Regions from separate parts of the Mus musculus genome. Here regions 2, 3 and 4 are each linked to region 1. Evidence: chromatin contacts called from public Micro-C and promoter capture Hi-C data. All regions are on one chromosome and are shown on one strand. The core of a region is the stretch at or near the end of the contact, and the rest is flanking DNA. Distances in the headings are between cores, read along the strand shown.

Region 1 (4,593 bases), core at 1,532-4,031:
TTTAATGTTTTTATTAACACACAAAGTGCTGGGTTTCAATATATACTTTGTTCTTGTTGATTTTTCTCCCTATACCTCTTTTCCTTCCTCCTTTCCTCTTCCTAAAAGTCCACAGACTAAGAGAGAGAGAGACAGAGAGACAGAGACAGAGACAGACAGAGACAGAGAGAGAGATTTTGATATTTTGAAGCAGTTAGAATTGTTGTGTGAATCAGACACCATCCCACTGGAAGTTCCTGCACTTCCTTGTTAGCCCTCAGGAGATAATTCTAAGGACCATGGTGTTCTCTCCAGCCATTAGGTTGTTTGAAAGCACTTCCTCCTGACGGCAGAGCCTTCAGTCCTTCATAGCAAAGGGTTCTCTTAGCCTGTTTCCTTCCCATGTTCTGGCCTATCCCACAGCGAGCCCCTCCCTTTCCCACTGTGCTTCTCACTGGTCCTTGAGAAAATGGTCTTCACTGTCCTCCTGTAGTGTCCTGGTTCCTTACATATAAGGCAAGGTCAAACTCACTTACCTACAAGGGTCAAACACAGTGGCCTTGTAACTTTATTCACATACTAAATACATGAGAATGTTCTTTGCTTTCACAGGGACATATACTATACCAGGCTTTTGCCTTGAATAAAATCGTCTTCATTGTTCATGTTCACAATATGAGGAACAGAATGAAGAAACAGTAATAAAGGAAAAGAAAAAGTCATGAAAAGAAAAGGCTATTTTGTAACCACTGTTTCCAAGTGGGCCTATAGCCTTCTGATGCTAGATCTGTGGACTTCTCAGAAGACAGAAATTTAAGTGTCTTGTGAAATAAACTGTGTTGTCAAAAATGTTAATCTCAACTGGGCAGTGGCGCACACCTTTGATCACACAGGGAGGCAGATCTCTGTGAGCTGGAGACCAGCCCGGTTTACAGATCATATTCCAGAACAGCCAGTGATACACAAAGAAATCCTGTCTTGAAAAACAATCAAGCAAACAGACATGTTAATCTCTACCTTTAAAGAATTCCAACTTTTGCCAAGGCTAGAGCACGGTTACTAAATCACCACCAGCAGGCTACTTCTGGCACTATAGATTGGAATAGGTGTTTATCTTACTATACTCGCTTAGTTTAAAGTGGTGGCTATGTAATTATGCCTTTGATAGAGATCAGCCACTTTGAGTCTGCATCCAGTCTCTTTATTGTGGTGTATCTGATTTTTAGCCCATCTTTGCAACACTGCTTATAGTTCCTTAAGGTCAAGCTACCCTGCTTCCCTACTGTGAAAATACATAATAAATAAAGTGAAGATACGTGCTTTCAAAACAGAAGGGTGGAGTCAAGCTAGAGATTAAGTTACCTTAACTTTAAAACGCATGGCAGTAATCTCTGTGAAGCAGGCAAGACCAGTATGCATGCAGACACAAAGACAGGGCTTATCACCATGATGAAAACGCAGGGTACAGTGGGTCGCTGCACTCAGCACCGCCACACGCTTTCCTTTAAATCCGTTGAGTCTGTTCCAGAGGATTCCTCACACCGAACAACAAACACTCACAGCTCCCCTGTCCATATCACCTTACATGATATCATAACTGCACTTTTCCTGTAAGAGCTGGGACTATGTCTCACATCAGGCCTCGCACGGTGTCTAGCTAGCAATAAGGAAAGTGAGAGTTACTGCGTGAATTGTGTCATCTAATAATAGCTACCACTCTGAGAGCACCTGCCATGTTCTAAGTAGTCTACTGTCCTGCAGGCTTCCCCAGGCTGGGCCACACAATCTGAAGCTGACCTCCAGGTAGCCTCACTTAACTTACATAAACTCGCTTTAGTTTCTCCAGCTAGGACTCGGGGCTTTCTAATACATTGTCCTCCACCACACCTTAGCGCTGGCGATTGGACCTAGGGCCTCCCACACTCCAGTCAAGCATCCTGCCGCACACCTGCTTCCTCATTCCCCTTTATTTTGAGACAGACTCTAAGTTCCCCAGGTTGGCCTTGAACTTCCTCTGTAGCTCAGAATTTACAGTCCTTCTCCTTTCTCCAGAGTAGTTGGGGTTTCTGGTTTGCGATCACCAGGCTGAGCTTCTAACAGATTCTGGTTTCTGTGCAGAATGTCTGCCATCTGTCTCTAATAAGGGCAGGCATCTTTCTCCACTTTGTGCTTAGGAAATAGGAAGTCAGTGGATCAAAATGTCCCATTTCTTCAGGTGGGAATTCACTTGCATACACTCGATCTCAAGAAGCCTGTTGTGAAACCTATATTTAAACTTTAGGAATAATGTGTTGAGCATTTTATAAGGAACTCCAGGAATGGGGAGGCAAAATTTAAAAAAAAAAAAAAACGGTTCTTTCCATTGCCCTCTTATTGACATTGGTACAGAATGTTTGCTGCAATAAGAAAGCCACTTCCTCTGACTTAGCCCACGTCACAAGTCTGGTTCTTGCCACATCCTGAAAAACTTCTGAAACCCAGGTTGGCTGAGTAGTCAGTCATTCAGCCAACTACTAGATGCTCATAGTAAAAGAGGGCTATACCCCAAGACCTCTAAATTGTAAGTCCAACAGGGGTGAGAATGTCAGAGGATTTGCGCTAATTCCGCCTTCTCCTAGAGCATCTTTGCAGAGCCGCCAGATCTACAAGTCCCCGCAATTCTCGGTCTTGCGCTTCCTTCCTATTGCACGTGGCCTTCTTTAGCTCCAGAATCTCCCTTGCCTGCAAGCTCCACGTGAAGAACCGCAGCCGCCAGACTCGCGGTCGCCCCACCCCGCCCCAGCCCCGCCCCAGCCCCGCCCACTCGGCCAGCACTGATCTAGGTCTCCGCAGGAGCCCGCCCGCTGCTCACTGCTGCGGCTGCGCCTCCTTGTTCTCAGCGTCACCACTGCCGCCATGCCCGGAGGGTTGCTTCTCGGGGACGAAGCCCCCAACTTTGAGGCCAATACCACCATCGGCCGCATCCGCTTCCACGATTTCCTGGGAGATTCGTAAGTGGCCACCGCGTTGCCCTGCCAGGTGACGGGTCCCCAGAGCTACCTGCCTCGCTTCTTTCCGGGTTGCGCTCGGCCGCGGCGGGTCTCTGGCTTAGCCCCTCACCGGTTCCCGCACGTGCCCGCCGCCGGGGTCCTGCCGAGCATCACCGGGCATTGCTGGGGACCTGCGACCTCTGCCCGGCCCTACGCCGATCAGCGGATCCTTCCCTGACCCAGCGTGGCTGGCCTGGCATGGGAAAGGAGGTCCTTGCCGAGGACGGTTTGTTGTCTGTTTAACCTGGTTTTGTAAACAGTGTTGGGTTTGTGTCGGGGTCGATCTGAAAGCCCAGGGGAGGTGGGGCAGGGTTGCTCGGTGTTTGAGGTCATTTCCCGGGACGCTTGCCCAGGGTCGCACTGCCCGCCCTCCTGCCGCTCTAGAAGTTGTACCTTGCGGAAGGTGGGTGCCTAAGGTCAAAGTTAGAGCACACAGCCACAAATTAAGGGCTGTCCCGACGTTATCTGGGTTCCTCTTAACTTCGGGGAGTGTTTGCGGACTTCTGAATTAAAAAACAAAACAAAACTACGGTGCCAAGTAAGTAGCCAAAAGACTTTTTGTCCAGAGCCTCCTTCAGAGGTCAAAAATAAGATTATATGTAACAGCTTTGGGAGCACCCAGAAACACTCTGTAGGCGTGACCGTGATTCTAGAAGAAGCAATGCTTTGAGGGAAAGGCTGCGACCATTTTGCCACTCTAGGCCATTCCAAGGCTAGGACACGTGTGCCTCCCCACTTGGAGACTCTTTTGTTTCCCAGTGGTCCCCTCCCCCTCTGCTTTGCATCAGCGCCTGGCCTTGCTGCTGATAACAACAGTGGTGGCCACAGTGGCTAGGTATGCACCGATTTTGTCTTAGTTTTACAGCTCCTGAATGCACACATTGTAAGATGCTTAGTTTCAGTCCGCTTTTTGCATACGCGTCAGGCTATGTTGTGGTTCTGGAGTTTCAGTGCCCAATGACACTGAATAAACAAACTCTTGGGTCTGTCTGTGTCCTTTTCGTATCTAGTATGTATGTATGTATGTATGTATGTATGTATGTATGTATGTATGTACGTGAGGACAGAGCAGTTTATGAAACTACTCCGTGACCAGGCAGGAAAGGAAGCATTAGAGAATCTTTCCTGAGGTGAGTTTGGCTCCTCCTGACTAAGGGGAAGCAGAGCTTTTAAAAGAGAAAGGTAGACTAGAAGAAGTAGCAAATGGAACCCTCAGGCCTTGCAGGAGAAAAGTCTAAAAATAAGCATGCCAGCCAGACTCATCACTCAAAATCTAGTGTTAATATTTATCCAAGACTGCCAACGATTTACACAGTGTTCCTTCCCATTCCTGTCTGCAGCCCACACCCCCAGGAAATGTGAGGGCTTGCTGGAGCGCTTCATCTGTAAGGATGAGAGATAAATATGAATCTAAAGCGCGTGTGCTGTGAAGATAGCCACACTATAGAGTCGGGGGCGGGAATCTTAGGGATTGTTTATTGATCTAGATCTGGATGCAACTGTTTTATTCCAGCTGCTGAGGAGACAGTTGGGAAGATCCTAACTTCAAGGCCAAGCCAACTTAGTGAGGCTTTGTCCCTAAATA
Region 2 (4,997 bases), core at 159-2,658, 1.2 Mb before region 1:
AACCATAATCATTTCTTTATATCAAATACATTGACCTTGGAAGGATCTAGAATCACCATGGAAACAAACCTCTGGGCGTGTCTTTAGCTAGGTTAGTTAAGGTGGGACTACTCCACGTGTTGGGATTTCTGAGATTTCTGACTGCCTAGGAAGGACAAAGGTAGCTGATGATCAGCATCCGTTTAACTCTGCCTTCTGACTATAGATGCAATATGACCAGCCTCCACCCTCTTCTGCCACAGACGTCCCTGCCACCAGCTCCTCAGGGTCAGTGCGTAGAGGTTGCTGCAATAGTGGTCCAAAGTTTCCATCCCAAACCGGCAGCAAAGCATGGCTCTGTACTCCATGTGGTACTGGTTTTGCAGGCATGAAAAGTGAAAGACTGACTCAGCTATCATATAGCATATCCAGAGAGCCACCGAGCCTAGGAAACGTGGGGCAGGCTCAGACTTGGTTCACTGTTGTCCTAGAAGGGCAATAGTGCAATGGTGATGCCTAAGTGACAGTGAAGACCCCAGGGTGCTAGAGATGCAACACATTTTCCTATGTAGTCTCTAGTCTTTAGGTTACTTAAAGCCATTGGGCAATCATCAGATGGAAGATGTGCAGGACAAGTAAATATTGCGCACTAAATCCTGAGAGGTATCAGTATTCAAAATGCACAGGAAACAGGACCACGATAAGGAGGTGAAGAACCATGGCCATTTATCTTCGTGTCTCCATCTCCGGGCACAGACTCTTCTCAGTGTGCTAAATTTAACGGATCGAGTGCAGACTGCGTGGTTACAATGGACTCAACAGCCAATCTCTTTGTCCTGACCAGGAGCTAAAAGGACAGTTAGCTCAGGCAAGGAATTCTAAAAGCCAGAATGAGTATGGTAGGAGTAGGGAACAGAAAGGTTCAAGGAACTACACTTTAGCTTACAGAAGGTAGAGTAGGACAGGCTGGTAATGATGAGTACTTCAATAAGGTCAGGTAACCCAGTTTTCTAATGGGGATTGACTCTAAAAGGCCAGTTTATCTCTGCATCCCACAGCAATCTGGGGTTTTGGAGTAGGGGGTGAAATGTGAGATTTCCTTTTGGGAAATGTATTCTGGTGCGTACAGTGGTGGTGGTGCATGGTGAAGCTGATGTCAACGTGCTGTTAGCTGATGGTAGATGGTAGTGCTTTCCTCTAGGCTTCGTCTGTGTGGTTTAGCTCCTTCAAAAGGAACAACAATTCCTGTTGGGTGTGATTTTAGGCTTTTCCTTGACCAAGTGCAGTACTCTGCCCTTTAGCCTGGGCAGTGGCATCTGACTGAAGCTGGGAGGCAGTCCAACCGTAGGCCAGTAGGATTGGAAACTCTAGGGAGAAGCAGGGCGAGAGGCGTGGTGTGGGCGTGACCGTCTCAGGACCAGGCCACGCCTCCTTCGCCTCTCTGGGCTGCGCAAGCGCGTCGTGGGCTGTGAGCTGTCAGGATCCTAGCAGTGGGAGGCAGGGATCGGACATCGGTGCAGGGACTCCGCCGTGTGAGCCCCGCACAGCGACAACCGGGACAAGTGCTTCGAGGCCTGGGCTGCCTGCCAGGTCACACAGTCGAACAGGGACCTGTGGGGCAGTTGGCCGCACAGGCAAGATGGGGAACCGGGAGATGGAAGAGCTGATCCCTCTGGTGAACCGTCTGCAGGACGCTTTCTCGGCTCTGGGACAGAGCTGTCTGCTAGAGCTGCCACAGATCGCCGTGGTGGGCGGCCAGAGCGCCGGCAAGAGCTCAGTGCTCGAGAATTTCGTGGGCAGGTGAGCGCACCGGGAGCGCGGTGGGGGCGCGTCCGTGGGGGTGGGGGGAGCCCCGTGCTTCAGGCCGTTGGAACATGGAACGGTGTGGGGAGCCCCGAGGGTGGACTAGAGGCTGCAGCGGATTGGAGGCAGAGCACTAGTGTTTCTAGAGCGGGCGGGGTCCTCCTTGCTCTGAGCATCCTTCGCCCCAGCATTCTCTACCCGGTGGTGACCCCCTGTCTGCCTTTCATCCTGCCATACAAAGCCATTTCCTCCCCACCCTCGGTGGGGGAGTCGGGGTACGCCCTGGGATCCACTTCCCTCGCTGGCTTGGTGCGCGCCAGCCCCTGGCAGCCTGGAAGCGCAGCCTGGTGCTTTCCAGTCGCCAGTTCTCTTTCTCAACACCCCTCTCCTTTCCCTGTCACTCTCCTGGAAGCTCTCAGCCGGGATGTACCCCTCCTTCTTCGTCCACACCCCCCTCTCCCCCACCCCACCCCCCCGCCGCCCCGGCCCCCCATCCCCTGTCCCTGACTCTCATCTCAGCTGTTTACTGTTTGAAACAGTCATCGCCTGCCCGAGCAGGGGAGGCGGGGTGTGTGAACCCCGAAATCCCTGTGGTGAAGGCTTACACTGTTTGAAACAGTCATCGCCTGCCCGAGCAGGGGAGGCGGGGTGTGTGAACCCCGAAATCCCTGTGGTGAAGGCTTACACTGTTTGAAACAGTCATCGCCTGCCCCGAGCAGGGGAGGCGGGGTGTGTGAACCCCGAAATCCCTGTGGTGAAGGCTTACGGGGAGATGCTTGCCTACCATTCGCCTTGGGAGCTGAAGAATAAACGGTGGTGTGTTTATGAGTGTGCACCCATTCACTGCTCAGGCATGACTGAAAACCCGAGACCTCCAGGGATGACCGTGGACTTGCGATGTTCAGGTGCCTTGTCATTCCTGCACCATCTCAGAACTGACCAGCATCTCTCTTGCACTCTTTCTATGCCATGCGCCGCCTCCCCCCTCCCGCCCCCCACCAATCCTCTTGCATTCCTTAAGCTCTTGTTTATCCAGCGGGTCTTCAAGATAACATCCAGAATTCAAATTGTAGTTATAGCTTCATGTCTCACAATTTTAAACAACAACAAAGAGTTGTTATTGTTTTGAGTCAGAAATCAACGTTTTTTCCAGCAAACAATTCAGGAAGGATTGAGTTACCTTAATGGCCTTGTGTGAGGAGTGCATCCTGAAGGCTGGAATCTGTTTCCCAGTAGTAAACCAGGTAGAAGGTGCAGCAATGAAAACGGTGGGCTGGATGGGGCAATCTGAGATTACACTTTGTTCTTTTATTTGGCTGGTGAGCGGCTTGTGATGCAGAGGGTTCCTGCTGTGGTTCTCCATCTCCTTCTTCCTTTTTGTTATTGCTTGGCAATGTGTAAACTGTACTGCTGACTACTCCCACATTTTTGGGTGTGAGTGTTGCGAAGTGCGTTTCCCTTTTTCTCGAATGATGCTCCATCTCTCAGGAGATACTCTTCGTTTTTCTTGCTTCAATGTGAACTAGAAAGATAAGACCGTGTAATTGCTCGCAGTTGACAGCTACCCTTTCGTAGTTAGTTCCCTGGATCATTTCTCCTTGGTTTTATAATTAATTTTTGCTCAATAAAAAAAAAAAAAAAGCAATAGCAAAGCATTTTGCCTACGTCATCTCAGACCTCTGGTCCAAGGCAAGAAGTTATTTAATGATACTCATTTTTAAGGATTAAAATCATATTTCAAACGCAACAGCCATGTTCTTATGCATCTTCCTTATAATTTCCTTGGAACGGCTTATATTTAAGCATATTTTGCTCGGTGCCTTTGATTTCAATGCAAAGTGTATGCACATATCTCAGTTCTGCCATCCAGGCTGGCAAATCAGAACAGTCTTCCTAGTGGTATAATGAAGATGTCTACATTTCCCCTCATTAGCTGCATTCTTCTATAATGAGGATAAAACAGAGGCACAGGAGAGTAACATATTTAATTCTGAGCATTCTTCCATAATAAAATGAAAAATGGGGACTGTAAAAATCAGAGCACTTATCAGAATGTGTTAAACATTTTCCCTACTTTATAAAGTTTTACCAGTAGTGACTGTAAGGCTGATAAGAAGATAATAAACATAGAATATGCTCATTTAGTAAATATATAAAACCTTTCCTAGCTGCAGAGTAGCCCTGTCTAGCGCAATTTATATATTAAGGAGAAAACTTAATTAGAAGGTCATTTGACTTTAATAAAGATTTTGGTCATTGAATGATTGAGGAATCTAATTTCTAATTATAACTCAACCTTAGGGGAGGGAAAAGGAAAAAAAAAAAAACCCTTCATTTTCAGAAGTGAATCAGCCCAGGTTGAAAAAGAAAAGGTTTTCATGTTTCAGTGGAATCTTTTAACTTTTATTAAGCAGGAGCTTCATAACGAATATAAAGTTCTTTAAGAGGCAGTCTTTCTCCTCTGCTCATAGCTGTTCTCACTGCAATGCTTGACCAATTGTGCAGTGACCGAGTACAGACCAGCACCAGGATCTTCACTTGGGTAAACTGTTTGCTTCTGAATTAAGCTTGTTCTCTTCAAAATACTCTCGTGTTTATTGACTGTTTGTTTACCACTTAACAATCCACCTTTAGTGGCTGACCATATCTTTCCATCAAAAATAGTGTGCTTATACTGTTTTTCTTTTAAAAATACCATTGAATGTATCCGGTTGTGGATGTATTTGTTTAGCTGTATCTGTAAGACCAATTGTCGGGTGACAAGTTTGTTATGAATAAAATGTGTCATGAATGAGCTACTTGTTTGTGATTTTCTTGCTGAAGCAACGGATTTGCATATTAATGTGATATAGAGTGAGTAGCTAGATTGTTGTGATTGTTCAGGGCGAGCCTATATGCTGGCAGTGAGAAACTGCTTATGGTCTAATACCCAGAAAGTTAAACCCACGGGCTGAAGGTTCACGACCAGACTCTCATCTGTCCATTGGTCTGGTTTGTAAATGGAGTAATTGAATTTATTCAGCTGCTTTCTTATGTGTGTATTTATATGAACGTTCTTGCCCTCCCTTCCAGCTGAACTCAGGGCCTGGTGTAGGCAAGTGCTCCATCACTCGGCCACATTTTCAACTCATTTCCTCCCCCCGCCCCCCCCCCCATTGTAGCCTTGAATCACCCTGTATCCCAGGCAGGCGTTGAACCTGTGACTGTCCTCTTTC
Region 3 (4,646 bases), core at 507-3,006, 1.1 Mb after region 1:
GACCTGACGCTGATGGAGGAACTGCCTAAAAAAGAGAGACAAGGATTATCCTACAAACTTTCAGTCACTCGTTAAATGACTTTGAGCAGTTAAATTCTATTTGGCATGTCTGAGTGCACATGTGTGCTTGTGTATGGACGGGCATGTGTGGAGGGTGGACAAGGACAACGCTTCTGTGAGTCAGTTACCCCCCTACAACATGGGGCCTTAGATTGAACTGCACAGGCTTGGTGGCAAGCATTTTACCCACTGAGCCATCTCATGGGGGGAAGACTTAATAGTTTTAGGAAGTAACTTATGGCATTTATTTGTGTGTGCATGTGCATACCTCATGCATACTACAACTCAGGTGGAAATCTGGGGACAATTTGCAGGTGTATTCATTCTTCTTTCTTAAGTCACTGTTACCTTCTCCCACACCCTCAGGTTCTGATGACTTCAGTACCCTTAGTTATAAAATTAGAAGCAATCTGGAGAGAATTTCCAAACTCCCACTACCATACCTGTGCCCCCTCGGCAGTATTTGTACTACACTCTACACCCCTCTCATTGGTTATATGACACCTCTGTCCATTACAGTGGCCATGAACCATGGATACAGCTAATACGCACTGGAACTGTAAGCAGTACAAGTGGGGACATAATTCTTGGTATTAACTCGCTTAAAAGTTTGGTTTTGGTCCAACTGCAAAAGTTAGCATCCCAACTGCGATATATATATATTTTAAGTGTCAGATACACAGACTTTGAAACCTGCTTCCAACAGAAGAATGCAAATGTCACATAAGTCATTCTAATTTTGACTTGTTAGGATAAGGATAGACCTGACTAAAAATATCTATCAAAATTAACCGCACCTCCTTTTTAAACTTCAATATAAATATTAGAAAATATTTAAATTATCCTTGTGGTTTGCATTACAATTCTACTGGACGAAACTGCTATTCATGACTTAACCACATTCCTAAAATCAAAATTCATACACAGACTATATCACCTCTTGCCTGCAAAAAAAAGGCAGATCTCCAGCGATTCTTCCCTATTCTTTATATCAGTGTTCCCCCACTCTAATATACAGATATGACGCAATGTCACAGTAAAGAAAAAACAACCCAGGTCCACCCAGGTCTCCCTCTAGTTGACACCCCTCCCCAACAAAACTATCCAAGACTTCTCCAACGTCCTTTGCTGCTCGTTCCAGTTTCTATCCGCATCATAACACTCCCACTCCTTAACTCTACAGCCAATTCTCGGCCCTTCCTTTAACTAATTCTGCTTTAGCGGAATGGCCTGCTCCCCATTCGAAATTGTCACCACCTGCTTCCAAGCCACCACTGGCTGACAGCTAGTTCCCTACAGTCTCTTTGCATAATCGGAGCCTCTGAGGTCTCAATCATCCGACTCTCCCCTCTCTTCTCCACTCACACTCGGCTCCTTATAACCCGGAGTCATTCTCGCAGCTTTCACATGACGGATCACACCTGAATACCAAGCCCTCGACTGCTGCTCTGGGCTCTCCTAACCTAGCCAGGACGGGAAAGCAGATAGGAGCCTTGGGATCGGTCCTCCGTGCGCATTACAGGTGACAGGGTTACGAGGGACCCACAGGACACGGAAATCAGGGAAGGGGTAGGCTGGCGAGAAAGGCAGGGGCCTGACCTGCCGGAAGGTCCGCAGCAGCGAGCCTAGCACGGACGCCGCCATGTTGTCTGCCCAGCCAGCCAACCACCGCCGCAGTACAACACCGGAAACAGGTTCTGTGGAGGCGGGGCTTATGCCCCAAAGGGCGGGTCCAGGGCAGGATTTAGCCTATAGAGAGGGAGAGGGTAGGTGCGGGATTTGAAATAACTCTCGCGTTATTTCATAGATAAGCAAATCATCCATGCGGACCGCCCACTTAGGCAGTAGGAGAATAGTGAGCCTGCGCGATCTCTCCTGGCCCTTGCTGTTCCTCTGTCCCAGCCCCGCCCAGCCTGCGCCTGTGTTCTGCGCGTTGGCGCCACCCGGCGGAAGCTTGGCAGCATTTGTCACTCATCCTGCAGAACTGGCACTGGTCACATTTCTGCTGTAAAGAAGATGGTAGTGGCCCTGATAGAGTTTCTGCTTGCACGCCAAGGGTTTAAATATGTATTATATTATATATATTATATTTATTTTATTATATTATATCATATCTGTATTAAGGTTGTATAGGTTTTACGTTTTTGTCTCTGTGGGTTGGACGGCGGTAGTGGTGTGTGTGCATGTGCCTGCTGTTTTCCCTTTAGTACAGGGCACTTTCCTGCCATCTTCCTAGCCTGTCTCCTAGATGTGTTGATGGGTGCAGTGAGGAACAGCCCATTGGGCTCTTTACACAGGAAGCTCCCAGGAAGAAGGAGAGTTTTTTTCTTTAAGCGTTACAAGTTAGTGAACATTTCTAATGGGCTAGGGAAACTCTGACTGAAACCATTTGGCAGGATAAGACAACCAGGAGTCCCTGCCATCATACTAAGATCTAAAAAGTCCTAGACCAGCAAGCAGCATCAAACCCTGGTTAAAACTCATTCCCACTCACCCCCACGCCACACACAACATAATTGGGCATCATCTACAGTCATCTCAAGATATGGGTACACGGCAAACTCTTTTATTATGTTTCTGTTGTTTTAAGATGCCTGTTTGTTTTCATCGGGAGTTAGATAGGAAGGGAAGTGGGAAGATCTTGGAGGAGATGAGGGAGGGGAAATATGCTGTATAAAAATATTTCTTTTCAATTAAAAACAGGAAAAGTTTCACTAATGTGTTACAATTTCAGAAAGCCAAACTTCTGGAAGGGGCTTGAAAGTCAGAAAGATATGTTTATAGGCTATAGAGTAAGAAATGAGTTTTAGGGCCGGGCGTGGTGGCACTCGCCTTTAATTCCAGCACTCGGGAGGCAGAGGCAGGTGGATTTCTGAGTTCGAGGACAGCCTGGTCTACAAAGTGAGTTTCAGGACAGCCAGGGCTATACAGAGAAACCCTGTCTCAAAAAAACAACAAAACAAAACAAAAAAGAAATGAGTTTTAGGGCTGGAGGGATGGCTCAGCAGTTAAGAGCACCGGCTGCTCTTCCAGAGGTCCTGAGTTCAAATCCCAACAATCACTCAGTGGCTCACAACCATCCGTAAGGAGATCTTACGCCCTCTTCTGGAGTGTCTGAAGACAGCAACAGTGTACTTACATATAATAAATAAATAAACAAATCTTTTAAAAAGCGAGTTTTATACAATTAAACTATTGCACAGACCCATGAGTTGAATTCCTAAAAGGTCCAGAAAAAAATCAGAAAGATTAAAATTCAATGTGACCGTTTACATTCTCCCTCTATTCTTGAGTGTACTGAGAGACTTTATTTGGAGTCTTCTCACCCTGAGCTTCCATGCACAAGCAGATAGTATATGTTGCTAAACAAGCCAAGAAGCCTTCAACGTAAAACTGGCCCCAAGTTTCTCTGCAACTGCATTGAAGGTTACTTAGAGATCAAAGCATTTCTTGAGACAGGTGCCTGTCAGTATTATCCTCCAGCAACCCTACCTAGAAACTTGGTCTGGAGCTGGCACTAGATAACCACTGCTGTAGTCTCACTGAATGGATAGCTTCCTAGACACCAGTGCATGCTGCAGCCTTGTGAAGAGAACTTGCTGAGCCACCCTCTGTCCTCCAACTGCTATCATTCCACATTTATCAGCTTTCTTTGGGTAAAACTTGGTTTCCCCTGGTAGGCTAGGTTTTCATCCTGCATTACAGTATGACAAGGAACATGGCCAAGAACCCATCTCCGTGTGTGTCATAAGAACAGGCAGGAAAACTATATCCGTCTAGAGTTGGATGTAGGACCAGCCCTAGGAGCCAGGTGATTGTTTGCCTTGTTGAAAATGGCAAATTAAAATAATGGTAGTGCATGCATGCAATCCCAGCATTTGGGAGGGTCAGGAATTCAAGGCTAGCCTTGGGTGCACAGCAAGTTTAAAGCCATCACAGGCTACAATGAGACCCTGTCACAAAATAACAAAAACATAAGCAGCAACAAGAGGCAGTGGCTAGTTGGTGGCAAATGGAAAAGTATCCCAGGACCTGGTGCGCTTAGATCTTGTAGGGTAAATATTCGTGACTTAAAAGCATTTGGTGTACTTTATCAGCTTATTATAAAGAATAAAAATGGACAAAAAGATGAAGACATGTATAAGACAAAATAGAAGAGACACAGAACTTGATGCCCTTCTACTCCCCAGGAAACACCACTCCTTCCCCCCAAACTCCAGGGAGCTCCTTTAAACATCATTAGTAACTATAAAAAGTAGAGTAAAATATACATAATGTTTTACTCCATTTGTACTCTATAATATGATATATAAGATTGGGTAATTCATAAAGAACAAAGATATGGGCTAGGGATGTAGCTCAGCTGGTAGAGAGCATGCCTAATATGAGCAATCCCTACATAGATCCCCAACACTGCATAAATGGACCATAGTGGCTTTCGCCTGTCATCCCAGACTCAAGACATGGAGGGTCAAAAGTTCAAAGTTACCTAAAGTCTGAGTCCAGCCTGGACTACATGAGGCTCTGTGTCAAAAACATTAAATTCAATTGTAGTCCAGAGACGCCCGAAGGGGATGTCAGGTCCT
Region 4 (5,026 bases), core at 2,023-4,522, 1.3 Mb before region 1:
TGGGATTTAAGATCCTCATCCGAGCTGCTTGGAAGCCAGTATTCTGCTAGCAGCCTTCAGATGAAGATGTAGAACTCTCAGCTCTGCCTGCACCATGCCTGCCTAGATGCTGCCATGTCCTCACCTTGATGATACTGGACTGAATCTCTGAACCTGTAAACGAGCCCCAATTAAATGTTGTTCTTTATAAGACTTGCATTGGTCAAGGTATCTGTTCACAGCAGTAAAAACCTAACTAAGACATCATCAATCTACTGAGATCCACAACTAGACAATGTGCAGAGACAGAGATTTTGGACACTGAGGTAGTTCGAACAGGAATGGCTCTCCTAGACATGTGTGCACTTGGAGCAATTCTTGATCCAAGGGGAGTGCACTATTAGGAGGTGAGTCTTTGTTGGAGTAGATGAGGCCTTGTTGGAGGAAGTGTGCCACTTTGTGGGTGGGCTTTGAGGTCTCATATACCCTAGCTATGCCCAGTATGACACACAGTCTCCTTTTGTTGCCTTCAGATCAAGATGTAGAACTCTCTGTTACATCTCCAGCACCATGTCTGCCTGTATATTTCCATGTTTCCTGCCATGATGATAAAGGATGAAACCTGTAAACTGTAAGCCAGCCCCAATTAAATATTTCTCTTTATAAGAGTTGCTGTAGTCATGGTGTCTCTTCATAGAAAATCCTAACTAACACAGACACTGAGTCCTAAATAGGATGCCTTCATCAAACCCTTCCCCTCTGTGGTCAGGGAGCTAGGCAGAAGAGAAGACAGACAGAATCTAAGGGCAGACCCCTCTTAGATGGATGATTCTAAGGAACCAGTGTCTTCCAGACATAATACAACTGATGCACATGTGAGTGACCTCCCAGAGATGGTGGCAGCATGCACAGAGCCTGCACAGGTCCAAGCCACAGGGGAGCCAACCCTGAATGGGGAAGTGGGCACTGGCATTAGTACCTAACAAGAAGTTACTTGTATTTGATAGCAGCTTGCAAATGAAAAGTTAAATTTCATTTCACACTTAAGGTTAGGCCCCATGCCCAGCAATAGATGGCTAACACAAAACAGACTCAAGGGTATTTTTGTAGACTTTTTAGTCTCATATTGCTTAGTTTGGACATGTTAGCCTTACTGGTCTTTTGCCTGTATATTATGGTTTTTAATCTTGTGGGTTTTTTTTTTTTTTTTTGGTAGAAGTAATTTTTTTAAAGAATTTATTTATTGATTGTATGTATATGAGTACACTGTCGCTGTCTTCAGATACACCAGAAGAGGGCATCGGATCCCATTAGAGATGGTTGTGAGCCACCACGTGGTTGCTGGGAATTGAACTCAGGACCTCTGGAAGAGCAGTGAATGTTCTTAACCGCTCAGCCATCTCTCCAGCCCTAATCTTGTGTTTTGATGGGTAGTTTTTCTGTTTTTTTTCTTCATTCATTTATTTATTTTTTTAATTCTGTGTGTTTTGGGCTGGAGAGATGGCTCAGAGGTTAAAAGCACTGGGTGCTCTTCCAGAGGTTCTAAGTGTTCAATTGCCAACAACCACATGGTGGCTCATAACCATTTATAATGAGATCTGGTGCCCTCTTCTGGCATGTAGGCATACATGCAGGCAAAACACTAATATTTTATTGTTTATTATTATTAGTTGTAGTGGTAGGTTTTTTGTTTTTTTTTTTTGTTTGTTTGTTTGTTTTGTTTTTTGTTTTTTGACACATGGTTTTTCTGTGTAATAAGCCCTGGCTGTCCTGGACTCGCTTTGTAGACCAGACTGACCTCGAACTTAAGAGATCCACCTGCTTCTGTTTCCCAAGTGCTGGTATTAAAGGCATGGCACCACACCTGGCATAAATAAATAAGTCTTAAAAAAATACTGTGTGTTTTATTTAGAGAGAAAGGTCACGGAGTTGAGGAGGTGGGGAAGAGCTGAGACAAGTCGGGAAAGAAGAAACCACTACCAGATTATATCATATGAAACTTTTTAAAAATAAAAACAAGTCCAATAGACGATTCTGTAATGTTTGAAGATGACTTTAAAACTTATGTCTACTCTAACTGTTCCGTGTCTGTGCTAGCACTGTGTGTATAGGCTGTGAAAAAGAATCTCTGGAAAGGAGCTGTGTCCTCAAAGGCTCATTGATTTCAACGTCAATGATGTGAAGCCGTTGAAAGGTTGCATGCAGTTCCAGAGCCAAATTTTCCTAGAACATCTTCCGGTCCTTTAGTAGTTATTTAGTACTTGGCAACATCTTTTGTGACCCTTAGGTAAGACCTTTGGAAAGTATGAAGAGACCTCTAGGTTTTCTTGTGGTTGCAATCATCTTACAATATACTCACCAATGTATTTGTAAGTGTCCCGTTTTACTACTTTCTGTGTTGTTACTATAAAAGTTCATGCAATTGCTACCTCATGGGAACATGGTATTTGAGGAAGCTAAATCTGTGTTCCTGGGCTATGGCCAGTCATATCTGGGCTCCATCTCTTATTCCTTTAACGCGAGAGCTGTTTCTTTCATCGTCTCTTCAAAACAGCTCTTCACTAGGAACTTCCTTGGGATATTTTCATAAAACGATCATTTAAAAGGATGGTATTGTTCATCAGACACATAAACTATGTCTTTACAACTGTCATCAGAATGACAATTTAAGGACTCCAATGATAAAATGAGCATCTTCATAATGAATGGTTACTGTGTTTTGAGAGGCAGGGAAGGGAGGCACTTCGGTTAAGTCTCCTGATATTCACCGTTGTTACTGTATTAATAGCAGGGCTCTGTATTTTGGAGTAGAAAAAGCAGTCATTTTCCTCTGAATTGACCAAGAACGGTGGCAAAGTGATTCCGGGAAGAGGAGATGAGCTCACATTTTCCTGAGGAAGGGGTTTCTAGCTGAGACTCCTGCTCCTGCGCAGGTCAGCTCCCGTTGCCCCTCGCGCTCTCAGCTGGGGATAGAGCGCAGCTCACAGAGGCTGCGCGCGCAGCCCCGCCCGGTTCCACGAAGCAAGCCTCTTCTGCCCGGAGTCCCGCAGGAAGTCCCGCCCGCTCCGCCTGCCCAATCACGAGACCTCTTACCCGGATATGGTTTCTAGGTTCTGAGTGTAGCTGCGGGAGTGTGTGGCTGCTGCACGTGGGGCGCGGACCGAGGGTGAAGAAAAACAAGGGGGGCGGCAGCGGCGCGTGGCCAGCTCAGTGGTTCGTCCGCGCGTCTGCTGCACAGGGCCCGGTTCGGTTGGGTTTTGCGTGCAGAACAAATCTATGGTGCCTGTAGTGGCTAAGATTCCCGCCGCTGCTGCCTCCCGGTGCTTCCCGGGGTGATCTGTCACCAGGAGCAGTGTCGAAGACGCCGCTCACGGTGGGAACATGAATCTCCTACCTAAAAGCTCCAAGGAGTTTGGCTCTGCCGACTACTGGGAGAAGTTCTTCCAGCAGCGAGGGAAGACAGCTTTCGAGTGGTATGGGACCTATCTGGAGCTGTGCGAGGTGCTGCACAAATACATAAAGCCCAAGGAAAAGGTATGGCGTGCAGCCAGTCCCTTGTGGGGACTGAAGATAGCAATCCTAAGTTTAGGAGGCAGGAGGCAGGCAGGCGTGGGGACCCCACTCAGATCTATCATTTTAGGATTCTGCCCAGCATCTTGGCTAAGTGGCAACCTTAAAGATAGCCATTTAAAAGTAAAGATTTTCAGTTAAAACTTCATCCTTAACCCGTTTTGGAATAGTGGCTTCGTCAGTAGACTGAAAGGGTGTTGTGTCACTGTGCACACGTGTGGAATAGGTAGCGTCGTGGGACTTTATTGGTGTATATGTTTATTAAGTCACTGCCGAGTGCTCATCAAATTTCAGGCTTTGTGCCCAGCCCTCAAGCTACAGGAGCAGGAAGCCACAAACACAAGTTAAATTCCAAGTTAAATAGGTGTGGACGAGTTGGAGCTTCGGTAGGGAAGGAGACTTAAGGTCTGCTATGCTCGGGCCTTTTATCTCAACAAATTCAGGCGGGTAGTTGTGCACTTATTTTTTTCAAGTGACTGTTGGAGGCCATGCATGTAGTAGGTGGTCAAATAGAGATTTAAAAGCAGGTCTGTCTGGCTCCAGGGCATATCACTTCTCATGGAACTATGCTTTGCCCTCTAGAGACGGTGACAACAGAATTTTTGAAAGATGAATGGAGGAATGTGCCACAAAGAGAAACAACAATTCGTATTTTTAAGTTTGGCTTCAAGTAGTAAATAGCATGAGATAGACTCTGGGATGGGAGCAGGCTCCAAATCCTCACAAACTAGTTTGTTGTCTGAGGAAATAGGAAGTATGAGCAGTTAGAAACAGTTCTGTCACTCAGCCTATATTTTTAACGGTTTAAAAAAACAAAAACAAAAATGAGGATGCAACTGGTGTTTTGGATTTTGTAACTTCCTACAAACTTCAAGACAAAGATTTCCTTATTTTATTATGTAGATGTGTGTTTGCCTGCCTGAGTTTCTGTGCATCATGTGAGTACAGGAAGTTTGTGGAGGCCAGAAGAGGCTACCAAATTCTCTGGAAATGGAGTTATAGGCTGTGCTAAGAACTGAACTTGGGTCCTTTGCAAGAGCAATAGTTCTAACCTACTGAACCGTCCCTCAGGCTGCACACAAGTTTTGAATAGCGCACATCACACAGCCTGTTCTCACATGACCTTTATTGTGGCATAATACTGTTTGGATTAGTGATTTTCTCCCACGTGTGTCTAGCTTTTGACATTGTAAGAAGAGGTTGTCATCTACAAGGCCTGAGAACCATGCAATCAAGTAATAGAAAAAAAAATTATCAATGCCCCCCTCCCAAAAAAAAAAAAACCCACAATATTTTAAGAATATTTACAGTTTGGTTTTGCAGGCATGACTATGCTAGACCGTGGATTGTGCACACCTGCATTGCTAGTTTCAAGATGGTGTCTAGAGTTAACTTGAGTGCTTCTTTCTACTCAGAATAGTGTCTCTGCCCCTGGAGAATATGAAGTAGCCAAAGTCTACTAATCTCTAGTCTTTGA

What was found. Promoter capture Hi-C pulls out the DNA fragments that hold promoters and counts their contacts. Hi-C and Micro-C count contacts between places; a contact is called where the count stands out from the background. Capture Hi-C pulls out chosen DNA fragments and counts their contacts.
Region 2: a contact with region 1 is called in a promoter capture Hi-C map of hippocampal neurons, with 5 times the contacts expected there. The contact joins the promoter of Dnm3 here to the promoter of Prdx6 in region 1. A contact is called at or near these places in 1 of 39 promoter capture datasets (hippocampal neurons) and 1 of 115 datasets of contacts at active chromatin or transcription factors (astrocytes).
Region 3: a Micro-C map of embryonic stem cells shows a contact between it and region 1, with 3 times the contacts expected there. The contact joins the promoter of Mrps14 here to the promoter of Prdx6 in region 1. A contact is called at or near these places in 2 of 39 promoter capture datasets (liver and pre-B cells), 5 of 484 Hi-C or Micro-C datasets (embryonic stem cells, muscle stem cells, olfactory sensory neurons and 1 more), 1 of 115 datasets of contacts at active chromatin or transcription factors (regulatory T cells) and 1 of 9 other capture datasets (liver).
Region 4: a contact with region 1 is called in a promoter capture Hi-C map of adipose tissue, with 2.8 times the contacts expected there. The contact joins the promoter of Eef1aknmt here to the promoter of Prdx6 in region 1. A contact is called at or near these places in 1 of 39 promoter capture datasets (hippocampal neurons), 1 of 484 Hi-C or Micro-C datasets (regulatory T cells), 1 of 115 datasets of contacts at active chromatin or transcription factors (astrocytes) and 2 of 9 other capture datasets (adipose tissue and liver).

Annotation. Positions count from the first base shown.
Region 1 is chr1:161,249,398-161,253,990 of GRCm38.p6, reverse strand. It overlaps Prdx6 (peroxiredoxin 6), which reads left to right and starts at 2,781. Exons shown (of 5, transcript NM_007453.4): 1 at 2,781-2,969. The coding sequence starts at 2,875.
Region 2 is chr1:162,474,445-162,479,441 of GRCm38.p6, reverse strand. It overlaps Dnm3 (dynamin 3), which reads left to right and starts at 1,408. Exons shown (of 21, transcript NM_001038619.2): 1 at 1,408-1,779. The coding sequence starts at 1,619. It overlaps Gm31985 (a long non-coding RNA gene), which reads right to left and starts at 2,776. Exons shown (of 3, transcript XR_373653.3): 1 at 2,567-2,776.
Region 3 is chr1:160,192,325-160,196,970 of GRCm38.p6, reverse strand. It overlaps Mrps14 (mitochondrial ribosomal protein S14), which reads right to left and starts at 1,756. Exons shown (of 3, transcript NM_025474.4): 1 at 1,660-1,756; 2 at 1-25. The coding sequence starts at 1,704.
Region 4 is chr1:162,546,591-162,551,616 of GRCm38.p6, reverse strand. Eef1aknmt (EEF1A lysine and N-terminal methyltransferase) reads left to right here and starts at 3,272. Exons shown (of 8, transcript NM_144877.1): 1 at 3,272-3,513. The coding sequence starts at 3,361.